Linked DNA regions of Sus scrofa: region 1 is linked to region 2. Evidence: chromatin contacts called from public HiChIP or PLAC-seq data. All regions are on one chromosome and are shown on one strand. Each heading gives the region's core, a stretch centred on a gene start, on an enhancer-like site or on the middle of the called end of the contact. The rest is flanking DNA. Distances are from core to core; before and after follow the strand shown. Region 1 has its middle 460 kb from the start of TRNAE-UUC. Region 2 has its middle 230 kb from the start of KLF4.

Region 1 (5,366 bases), core at 1,427-3,926, 230 kb after region 2:
TGCCATGTTCCAGGTATTACTTCTCTTAAGCCCCAATTCTCTCCTTGTTTCATCCAGGATAAAACCGGTCCTCAAAGCAGTAATGCAATTTGCCCAACGTCTCGCGGCCAGAGGTGAGACGCAGGCCTGAAACCAATTTTCCTGGATGTCTCTTTATTTCTAACATGGGATTGAACCCATGTCTGTATATGAAGTGCACTAGCTCATAGCAGGTTTCCATTAACTGTTCTTTTCCTTTCCTTCTCCTCTGATCTCTCCCAGCAAACCATGCTGTCACTCCCATCATTCCTCCAGCCTGTGTATTCCAGAGAAGTTTCTCAATTTCTTTGTTCCTTTATGAAAGGATGAGAATGCTAAAGAGACTGCCTTCCGCTCAGACACCTTCTCTCATTTCTCTGAGCCCATGTCTTCTGAAGCTCAGGACATGGAGGTGTCCCCTATATATTCCAGCTCCGATGATTCTGCCTTCTTTTTGAAACCACCCTGACCAGGCTGGACATAGCTCCTCGCCCTCTCAGTTACAGCTCTATGGTGAGAGCACTCAGTACCCTGCATGTCCCTGCCTGCGGAAAATAGTACCCATCAGGAGACTGTGCTTCTTGAGAGTGAGACAAGCCTTATTCACATCACATGTCTCTATGCCTCTATGGATTGTCATGAGCCTGGCACAGGGTAGATCCTCAATAAATATTCATTGAATAAATGCAGCAATAGATAAGTACATAAATTCAGGGAAGCAATAGGGAGGATAATGATATGTGCCCTTAATAAACACGCAGAGTTATAGTGGTAAAGATACAAGATGTGTGATGGCAGGATGATCTATGAGATGCCAGACAAAGTTGGGCCACTATTTTCATGGATTTATAAAAAGGGCCCTGAAGAGTTAGCAAGCATATGCCCACACGCACTGTGCTGGTGCTGCACGTGTTGCTGTTTGAGTGGCAGTGGCCGAAGAGAACCTTGCAAAGTAACCTTGTTTATTTGTTATGGAAGGAACCATCCTGCAGTTTCGAACAAACATTGGCACAGAAAAAGCACTCTGGTTAAATTCAGATCAACAGGCAGATTAAAGCCACAGGGAAGTCTACCATTTCCCCTTAGTGGGGTCACCTGGAAATCCCAAGAGGCTCAAGTTGCTCTTACTTCTTCATTTCACTCAACTTCTCTAAGATTCAATTTTCTCTACATTAAATGGAGACATAATAGCAACTGCCTCCCAGAGTCACTGTTAGGATTACGCAGATTAGACAGTGCATGGCTGGCAGATGCCTATCCTGGGGTCTGCCCCCTAGTGAAGGCTAAGTAAGTGGTAGTGCTGCCTGCAATGAAAATGATATTGATGAGGCTGACAATTGATTGCTCCCAGATTCCAGGGCAGCACTGGGCTTGTAGGCTGAGCTAAGGAATGTTTGCTGAAGAACAAATAAAGTTAGATCCTCCAGAAGAAGTGAATCAGGCAAGAGGGATAAACATGTGGAGTGAGTTACTTGGGAAAACAATTGAAGCCAAGACTAAATGAGTTCATGAAAAATCAGGTTTGTTTCTTTATGAGATGGATGAAAAACAGGGTGAGAAAACAGGAAATTGGGATCCCGATGAACCAAAAAGAAGGGCAGTAACTGAAAAAAAAACAGATGGCTGCTTCTTTTTCTTAGCATTGGGTCTATCCCACAACAAATGGGGGACAATTTTATATGAATGATGGTGTGGTCATTTAACTGGGCTGCACCATAAGGCATTCTGGGATCTTGGGGATCCTTTGAGATCCCTTGGCTGGGTAACTGACAAGGTGAGATGAGGCCAAGCCTTGATGAGAAATGAATGGTGGGGATGCACATAGGAGGTTGATTCTAAGTGCTTATTGGGCTACAGTGCCTTCAGTATAACTTGTCATGCTCTGTGCGCTGTGACCTCCCTACCCCAGTGACAAATGATTAGACCAAGATTCACTCTCTGGCTAGAATCAAGACATCAGCAGTTCCCATCATGGCTCAGTGGTTAATGAACCCAGCTTGCATCCATGAGGATGAGGCTTCCATCCCTGGCCTCACTCAGTGGGTAAAGGATCCGGCATTGCCATGAGTTGTGGTGTAGGTTGCAGACGCAGCTCGGATCTCCCATCACTGTGGCATATAGGCTGGCAGCTATAGCTCTGATTTGACCCCTAGCCTGGGAACCTCCATATGCTGCAAGTACAGCCCCCAAAACACAAAAAAGACAACAACAACAACAAAAAGACATCAGATAATGAGCAGTAGCCTGGAGAATCTGGCTTGAGCATCTGCCTACAGGAATACTATGTGCTGATAAAGGGGCACGAACAGGTTCTCTCTAGAGAAGTTGTGAATATGACAATGAAAAAGAGTAGAAACAGTGCAAAAGCTGTGAGTAGAGGGGGAAGCCATTGAAGCTGAAAAGAGAGACAGAAGGTAGGATTCATTAGTACATTACATGCTTGAAGCAGAGGCAGCTATGATATGGAAGAAACAACTTCTTACTGGAGACGCTGGTTCAAATCCTGCCTCTAGCCCTTACTAGCTGGGGGCCTCACAGAGGGTTACTTAACATGTCTGGGTTTGTTTCCTCATCTGTGAAACGAGGAGACAATGCCTATTCATGGAGTAACTGAGGATTTGGTGAGATGACACGTGAGAAAAGAGCAGCCCACAGCACAGCTTGTTAAATGTTTGTTGAATGGCAAATGCCGTTCTGGTGACTAAAGTTCATGCTTGGCTCAATTCTGCTTTTTGCCTTGACTCATACCCCTGTTGTTTGCCAAGAATAGCCTGGTTCTTTCACAAACTAAGAGGGACATTCACAAGGTGGGCTGGCATCTGGTAGAATGCCTTCATCACCAACTGCCCATTCTTGGGAGATGGGCAGTGATAAACAGGTTCTAAAAGGGGGGGGTGGTCCTGGGCACTGAGCATGTGAATATGTCACCGACACCACTCCTTGGGAAAGCAGGGGCACTTCTGAGGGACTGAGGGAGGGACTCATTAGTGCCAGCTGACTGGGCACCCCTGGCAGCAGAGGGTTCGTTATCTTAGCAAGCCTCTGTGCTGCTGCAGGTATCATTTGGGTCAGAGAAGCCACAGGTTTAGGTTTGCTAAATACAGGATTAAATAAGGCAGAATGTTGAGAGGGAGGGAGAAATGAAGGTTGTGGACTTAAAAAACTATATGTTGAGTAAAGGCCGTGATAACTTCCTTATATCTTCCTGGAGAAAAAGGTACACAAAGCTACAGACTTCAAGAGCAGAGAGCACGAGGGCTCATGTAGAGGGCTGTGGAGGGCAGCTGGAGGTTTAAGGGGGGCTGTGGAGGGCTGTGGGAGGCTGCAGGCTATTCAGATGCATCTCTGAGGAATAGGATGCCTCCCTGCATTCAATGCCTGGGCAGTCTGAGCCAGGCTCTCCATGTATTATTTCTCACCTGCACTGTAGTCCTACGTCGTAGAAGTTGTATCTATTTTACTGAATCAGAAACTGATGCTCAGGTTTATCAAGCAATTCATCCAAACTCATGACATTACTGAGAGTCAGAGCTGAGACCTGTCTATCCAAAGAGTATTGTTCTACTGAATCACACTGCTCAGGGACCTTTCTGGTTTATACATTACCTTTCAATGTAAATAGTATACACTTAAAGTAAAAGTCAGAGGAGAAAGACTGCAGGATAAATTTTGTATTTAAGGAAGGTGTTGGGAATATTCTGACCACTTTTCCATTGTGCCTCACTGATCTATGTATTTGACATGTTACTATAAGGGCCCAGCTGCCAAATGGCTCTACCGAGAGGTTCTTGATCTCTCCAAGACATGAAAGTCCGTGGACCCATCTTTCTTCTTGGTTAGGGGCAGCAGCCACGGACTAATGTGGTAACCCCCAGGTGTTCTACCTCTCCTTGGCTCTCTCCACACTAATTTATCTTCCAACATGGAAGCCAGAGTGATCTTCCTGAAGTCTGGCTCTGCTTGATGTTCCAGTTCATGCTCAAATCCAGAAGGCTTATCTCTTTAGTCCAGTTATGTGGTCTGACATTCAAGGACTCCTGCAATTCTTGCAGTCTCCAATTTCTCACCTTCAGCTAATCACAACTGACTAGTTACTGATCCCTAAACTCTGCTGCTCTTTCTCACCTCTGTGCCTTTGCTCCTACCATCCCTAGAGGTTTCTCCTAGGGATAAGTATCAAACGCATAAGGATAATTCAAGCCTGAGGACAAATACTGCCTCTTTCCCTAATTCTACATTCCTTCCCCTTTGCACTGAATATAGTACCTAGAAAATGACTTGTGGTCAAGAAGTTCTTAGATGCTCACGTGTGTATTAATGGAGCCCCTACTATGGAAGCACTGTGCTACGTGATGGAGAATGGTTGAGCAGAACTGCAGGAAACCAAGCTTTTACTATCTGGATAGACAGGTTAATTTTAGAGTGTGTTTTGTTTTGCAATTAGCTAACGTGTAGTGAACTTTGCAGTTTGAAAAATATATTCACGTCCATGCTCTCATTTGATCTTCAACACAGTCTTGTCAGGGTATTAGATCTAAGCCCAGTTCTGAGAGGTTTGAATGATTGGTTTCAGATCACATACACAAGAAGTAAGGCTTTCAACCTCTTAAATTCAAATTACCTATGTTTTTGAATCTGTCAGTTTCTACAGAGCTTGAAGTGTATGTCTTTATTTTCCTTTTTTTAAATCAATTTTTAATTTTTCAACTATATAATGCATAAATAGGATTTTTTAAAAATCAAAAACAACTAAAAGTCTTATAACAAAGACTTTCTCTGTCCCTATTTACCAGCTCTGACCCAATATTCAGACATTTCAACTAGTTTATTAATCAATATTTGTGGGAAAAAAAACTTATATGCTGTTTCTTGATATATCAGTTTTAGACATATGTTGAGCTAAGCATTATTTGTTGACATTATCCTGATAGGGTAATTGAGTAATTAGTTCTTACACACCACCATCTTACTGGGTGGGAAGTGGTATTTCAATGTGGTTTTGATTTGCATGTCTCTAATGGCTAGTGATGTTGAGCATCTTTTCATGTGCTTATTGGTTTGTAGAGCTTCTTTAGAGAAATGTCCATTCAGATCACTTGCGCATTTTTAAAAATTGGGTGTTCATTTTATTATTGAGTTGTTAAGAGTTCTTCATACATTCTAGAAACAAGTCTCTTGTCAGATACATGAGTTATAAATATGCCTTCCTTATGAGTGGGTTATTTTTCACTTTCTTGATAGTATTCTTTGAAGTACAAAAGTTTTAAGTTTTGATTAAGTCCAACTAATGTATATTTTCTTCTGCATTTGTGCTTTTGATGTCACACATAAGACGAGTGGTTAATGCA
Region 2 (5,291 bases), core at 2,098-4,597:
CGTCGTGGCGCAGTGGTTAACGAATCCGACGAGGAACCATGAGGTCGCGGGTTCGGTCCCTGCCCTTGCTCAGTGGGTTAACGATCCGGCGTTGCCGTGAGCTGTGGTGTAGGTTGCAGACGCGGCTCGGATCCCGCGTTGCTGTGGCTCTGGCGTAGGCCGGTGGCTACAGCTCCGATTCAACCCCTAGCCTGGGAACCTCCATATGCCGCGGGAGCGGCCCAAGAGATAGCAGCAACAACAACAAAAGACAAAAAAAAAAAAAAAAGAAGCTCTCCTTTTTCTGAACACTCCAGGCTTGGTCTAACATCTGTGTCCTCCTCTGCATGATCACCCTTCTCTCTCCCCTCGCATCCCTTCTACCCAGCAATACCTTGCTTTTAAGAGCCAGCCGACGTATCCCTTTCCCAGTCAATCCGTCCTGGATCTCCTGGGAAGATTACATCCCCCTTACTCACTCCTACAGCAGGTTTCATGGATTTTAATGATGGTCCTTATTATGCTGCACTGAATGAGTTTTTCTTTGTGCATCAGCTTCCCTCTTTAGACAGGGAGCTCACGGGGGATAGCGGCTGAGTCTTGTTTCCCGGTGTGTCCCCATCACCCAGCCCCAGAGCCTGGCATGGTTTGGCCACACAGGGTCCTAACAGTGAAATAAATGAGTGATAAGTATATTCATTCTCTTGATCATTGATGCAACAAATATTTACTGAGTGTCTCTTCTGAAGCAGGCATTAAGCGAGGAAGAAAGGAGATAGGGCTCTCTTGCTGAAGGAGCTTACAGTTTAAGAGGTAAACACACTGACCCACATCCAGGTGTGGTGTGTCACTGCATATTGAGACCCTGGTGCTTGTTTTTCCTCAGCCATGTGGACAGGGAATCACAGGCTGATGTGGGCTTGCATCTCTGAGTCATCACATGGAGAACAGCTGCCGTAGGGAGTTTCGGGACCCATACAACTGGGTCTGTGAGCAAGAATCTGTTGTGATGGTAAGCCACTGAGGTCTAGGGGGCTGTTTTTTTACTGAGGCATCGCCCAGTCTATCCTAAACCCTTGGTGTGAATCTCTTAGATGACAGGAAAATTGTCCTGGCCCGAAATGCAGGCTTGTGCTCCGGAAAAACAAGCCTGACCCTCCCTCTTATTTTGAGGGTCCCAGCTGCCCTTCTGTTTCTCAAAGAAACAGAATCTAGGAGCCAGGGTGTCTGTCTATTTTGGCCCAAGAGAGGGCTCACTGGAAGTGCCCCTTTCAGTGTCATTGCCAAATCCATACAGGGAGCTAAGATCTAGCTGAGGTCTGTGTGGAGGGCTCTGACCTTGGCCAGGGGTCAAAGCTTGCTCTGTTCTCGGGAGGGATGCCTGGTCTTCCTGCCTAGCTGAATACTCCCTCTTGCATGTGCAAGAGGTGGAGACCACGGTTCAAAGCCAATAGCCCTGAGTGGCAGCAAGGAGCCCATCCTGCTTGGGCCTGGCGTGTCAGTGGAAATGGTTCCTTTCCATTTCTCTCTAACTATGGAAACCTGGCCTCTGGACGGTGAGTGGCTATGTGTGTGCGTGCGTTTCCTCAAAATAATTCTCTGAGATCTGCTGCGTGATTCTATTTTACGGATTGGAAGCTGAGGTACAGAGGCTGAGGAACTCAACCAATGTCATGGGTTATTTGGTTGAACGGCTAGAATTCAAAAAGACATCTTCTAGTTTTAAAACTTGGGTTCTTTCCACTACCACTGGATTGCAGCCGTGCATTTCAACTAACAATGGTTGAGAACCTCTCTGTGGCAGGCATCGTGGGAGCACCAGGAATGAATTATGTGCAAAGCTTGCTCCTTGCCCTGGGCGAATTCTTGGTTTGCTGGGGATCCAGATACATAAATGGGCGCTATCAGCGGAGAGTGATAAATGCCAGTCGAAAGCATCAGGGAGGGACCGGCAGAGATGGCTTTCTGGAAGAGGGGCTGTGGGGCTGAGCCCTGAACGCTAAGGGGGAACTTTCTGGGCAGCTACAGGGAGGAGGGAAAAGAATTCTAGGCAGAGACTCAAGCACGTGCAAAGGCACTGAGGTGTGAGACGGCAGGACATGACGTGCAAAGGCACTGAGGTGTGAGACGGCAGGACGTGACCGGGAATCAAAACTCTAGCTGGCGTGGTGTGGAGCAACAGGCAGGGAGTTTTAAATCTACAAGTGACCTGTAGCTCTTTGAGTTGTTTGGGGGCCTTGAATAATTTAGATAATTGCCACACATTCTCCTTTGGCTTCACATCAAAGTCACCCCTTCTTGGCAACTCCTGAAGTGGCTGAGGACGCTGGCTCAGGGCCACTTACCACCACCCCAGCTGGATGGCAGCAGGCCTGCTGCGGCCTCTGACGGCAGTGCCCTGAAGGTACTAACCACATTCCAGCCCTGGCTGCTCTCTGGTGCCGACAACCCCCCCAGGGCCTCCGCACCAGGGAGGGACAGCGATTTTAAAGGAGAAGGTAATTGGCTTTGTTTGGCGAGACTTCGCATAATAGGCTGTGCTCGTCACTTTAAATATTATCGCATTTGAGTCCCGCAGTCAGCTCAAGTGGAGGGCCTTGTCCGTCTGGCTTGTAGAAGAAACTTGGCCTTGTAAGGTTCCACCTGGCTCGTCCTGGGTCACAAGCCTGGCCAATGTTCCTTCCTCAGTCTGGCTTTTAGATTTCAATTAGATTCAAAATTGAGAGGCTTCATTGCTCATATGGGCACGTCTCATATTCCTTAAGTTTTAGGAGAAACTGAAACCCACCCTTGAGCCCATGGGTGGGCCTTTGGTTTTTCCTAGTCACCCCCCCGCCCAGGGACCTGGCTGGCACAACCATCTCTTGTGGCCTCTTTGCTTGGTCAAGTCATGTTACCTCTGTGGCCCCTTCCTGGCTAAGGAGCTCTGGTGACAGAAATGGTAGGTAGCTCCTTCTGTTTTTTTTTCATCCTGGCCTTTAACCCACAGAAGTCACAACTGGCTTTTGGACGAGGCTTCCCCAGAAGAAAGGGAGGAAGGACGTAAAGTATTCGAATGGGGAAGTGGTTCCACAAGGAGGGGAGGGGAGTGCGGGGGGAGCAGGGCTTCTGGGCAGGGGCAGAGGTCCTGGGGAGCCAGGCTGAAGGCAGCAGGAGGCTGGAGGAGCAGGGCAGAGGTGGGGTGGGTGCCGAGAGTGGATATGCTCCCAGGGCAAGGGCGCAGGAGCAGATGAGGAGGCGGAGGCTGGGATGGAGCCCCGGGAGCAGGAAGTCAGCGAGGAGCAGTGGCCGATGGGGTGTTTTGGTTCTGCTTTCAGAAGCACAGCAGTGGTTTGGCTGCAACATTCAAAGACCTGAAAATATGGAAGCAGGCTCTGGGGAAGAGGAGCACTGAGAATAGCAGCCGTGAATACGGGAAGTGCTGAGCCCAGGGCTCTTTGGAGGAGCTGTGGCTTCGTTCTGGAGCCTGTTAGTCTCTACAAAGAGGACACTCAGTTCCGAACTGCCCCCCCCCGGGGCCGGCCTGCAAGGTGGCAAGGGTCACCCAGCTGGTTCTCTCAGTCTTTTGCCCAATATCTTCAATCCAGACTTGTCTGTCTCCGCTCACTATATTTTGCACATCTTAAGGGGCCATGAAAGGAAAAGTTCATGTTAATCATACTGAAGATGTGTTCACTCGGCATGATTTATTGAGAACTGATGTGTGCCCCGTTCTCGAATTCAAGGATGAACTGGAACTCACTGCCTGATGTCATTATATGGTATCGTGTGACCAGCAGCATAAAGAGGCACATACACAGAGCTCTGGAGCCCGGAGAGGAGAGAGACTGAGGGCCCTGAAAGAGCCAAGATCATCTTTCCAATGGGTTTGCAAAGCGTGCACGTGAACTTGACCAAGAGGAAAGCAAAGGGCGGGTGAGGCAGAAGGGCTGCATGTGCTGGGAGGAGATGAAGAGTTGGGCACAACGGGGGAAGAGTCAGGAGTGGACAAAGGTGAAGCCAGGAAGATACAGGGGCACGGACAGCAGGCTTGGGAACTTGAATTTTACGCCATAATAGTGGATGGTTTTTATGCAAATGTTAGATGGGATCTTAGTACTATATTTCAGAATACTAAATTTATGATAGGTATGATAAATAATAACATTAATTACAAATGATGATGGTGACGGAAATACAAATAGCAAGTCTCTTCATCATATGTCAGTGGTGATGGGATGTCACTCCCATGATTAGGTGGTATATATAAACATCCGTCTTAGTGAACTAGAGGCAGAGATTCTTCTGCTAGCCCCGAGGAAACAAACTACCATATTGTGAACTGCCTGTGGAGAGGGCCACGTGCCAGGGATCTGGGGGCAGATTCTGGGATCTGTGTTGGCCTCCAGCCAACAAAGGCTAGGGTCCTCAGTCACACACTGCCAAGGAAATGAATTCTGTCAACCATCTGAATGGGCTTGGAAGCAAAACCTTCTCTAGTCGAACCTCCAGATGAGAACATAACCCAGTCAGCACTTTGAGTGAAGCCTTGGAAGATGCTAAGCAGAGCTGAGTCATGCTGGGACCCAAGCAAACTGTCATAGAAATAAATGCATGTGTTTGTTTTAAGCTGCTGGTTTTGTGTTGGTTTGTTACAGAGCAATAAATAACACAGGGTCCTCTAACAAGTAAGCAGCTTGGGAATCTGCTTCTAGGAAAGTGTAGGTCATGGTAAGGATTCTAGAGTTGAAGACACCATGCACCCCAGCCCCTAATAGCCCTCCCTTGCGTGTCAGCCATGAAAGAGTCAAGCTTTTAGAGTCTTAGAGGTGGGGCAGGTGAAGGGAAGGACAAAGCTCAGGGTTAGGTGGGCCTGGTACAGGGTCATGAATACTGAACCATCTCTCCCGGAAGAAATAGAGTGAGGTTCCTGTGATCCTCTAGTGACAGCATTTTCATCAACCAATCAACATAAAACCTTGTCATGTGTGTTTCTGTTTAGAGACACCTCATGTGATATAATGTTGACTCATTAACACTGAAGTCAAGGCCAATAGCCCTATAACTTGAGCTCGAACAAAGCTTATCTAACCTATGTATTTTCTTCTGAAAGGCACATCATAGCACCTGAGCACTGTGCTCAGAGGCCATTCCAAACACCAGAAACATCGAGGAAAAGCTCCTCAAATGTGAAAAACATGGCACTACATAGACTACAAAAAAGATATTTGTTGCAGCATGAGAGCCCAAACAAGAAGGCAGAGTATCACCTCAACCTCAGCTGGGAACATGCATGTCTGTTGGACGACTCAAATTTTTTGCTGCTTGGGGCA

Evidence for each region. HiChIP or PLAC-seq counts read pairs in DNA pulled down with a chosen protein or histone mark.
Region 1: an H3K27ac HiChIP or PLAC-seq map of alveolar macrophages shows a contact between it and region 2. The contact joins two enhancer-like sites. A contact is called at or near these places in 2 of 2 datasets of contacts at active chromatin or transcription factors (alveolar macrophages and skeletal muscle).

What each region holds. Positions count from the first base shown.
Region 1 is chr1:249,071,950-249,077,315 of Sscrofa11.1, forward strand. No RefSeq gene overlaps it. Among named protein-coding and RNA genes, the nearest start is that of TRNAE-UUC, 460 kb to the right of the region's middle. Within about 2 kb of position 2,677, at least 6 of the 83 cell types and tissues checked have an H3K27ac peak or open chromatin away from gene starts, as enhancers often do. A contact at or near this core is called in alveolar macrophages, where this site is marked.
Region 2 is chr1:248,838,069-248,843,359 of Sscrofa11.1, forward strand. No RefSeq gene overlaps it. Among named protein-coding and RNA genes, the nearest start is that of KLF4, 230 kb to the left of the region's middle. Within about 2 kb of position 3,348, at least 15 of the 83 cell types and tissues checked have an H3K27ac peak or open chromatin away from gene starts, as enhancers often do. A contact at or near this core is called in alveolar macrophages, where this site is marked.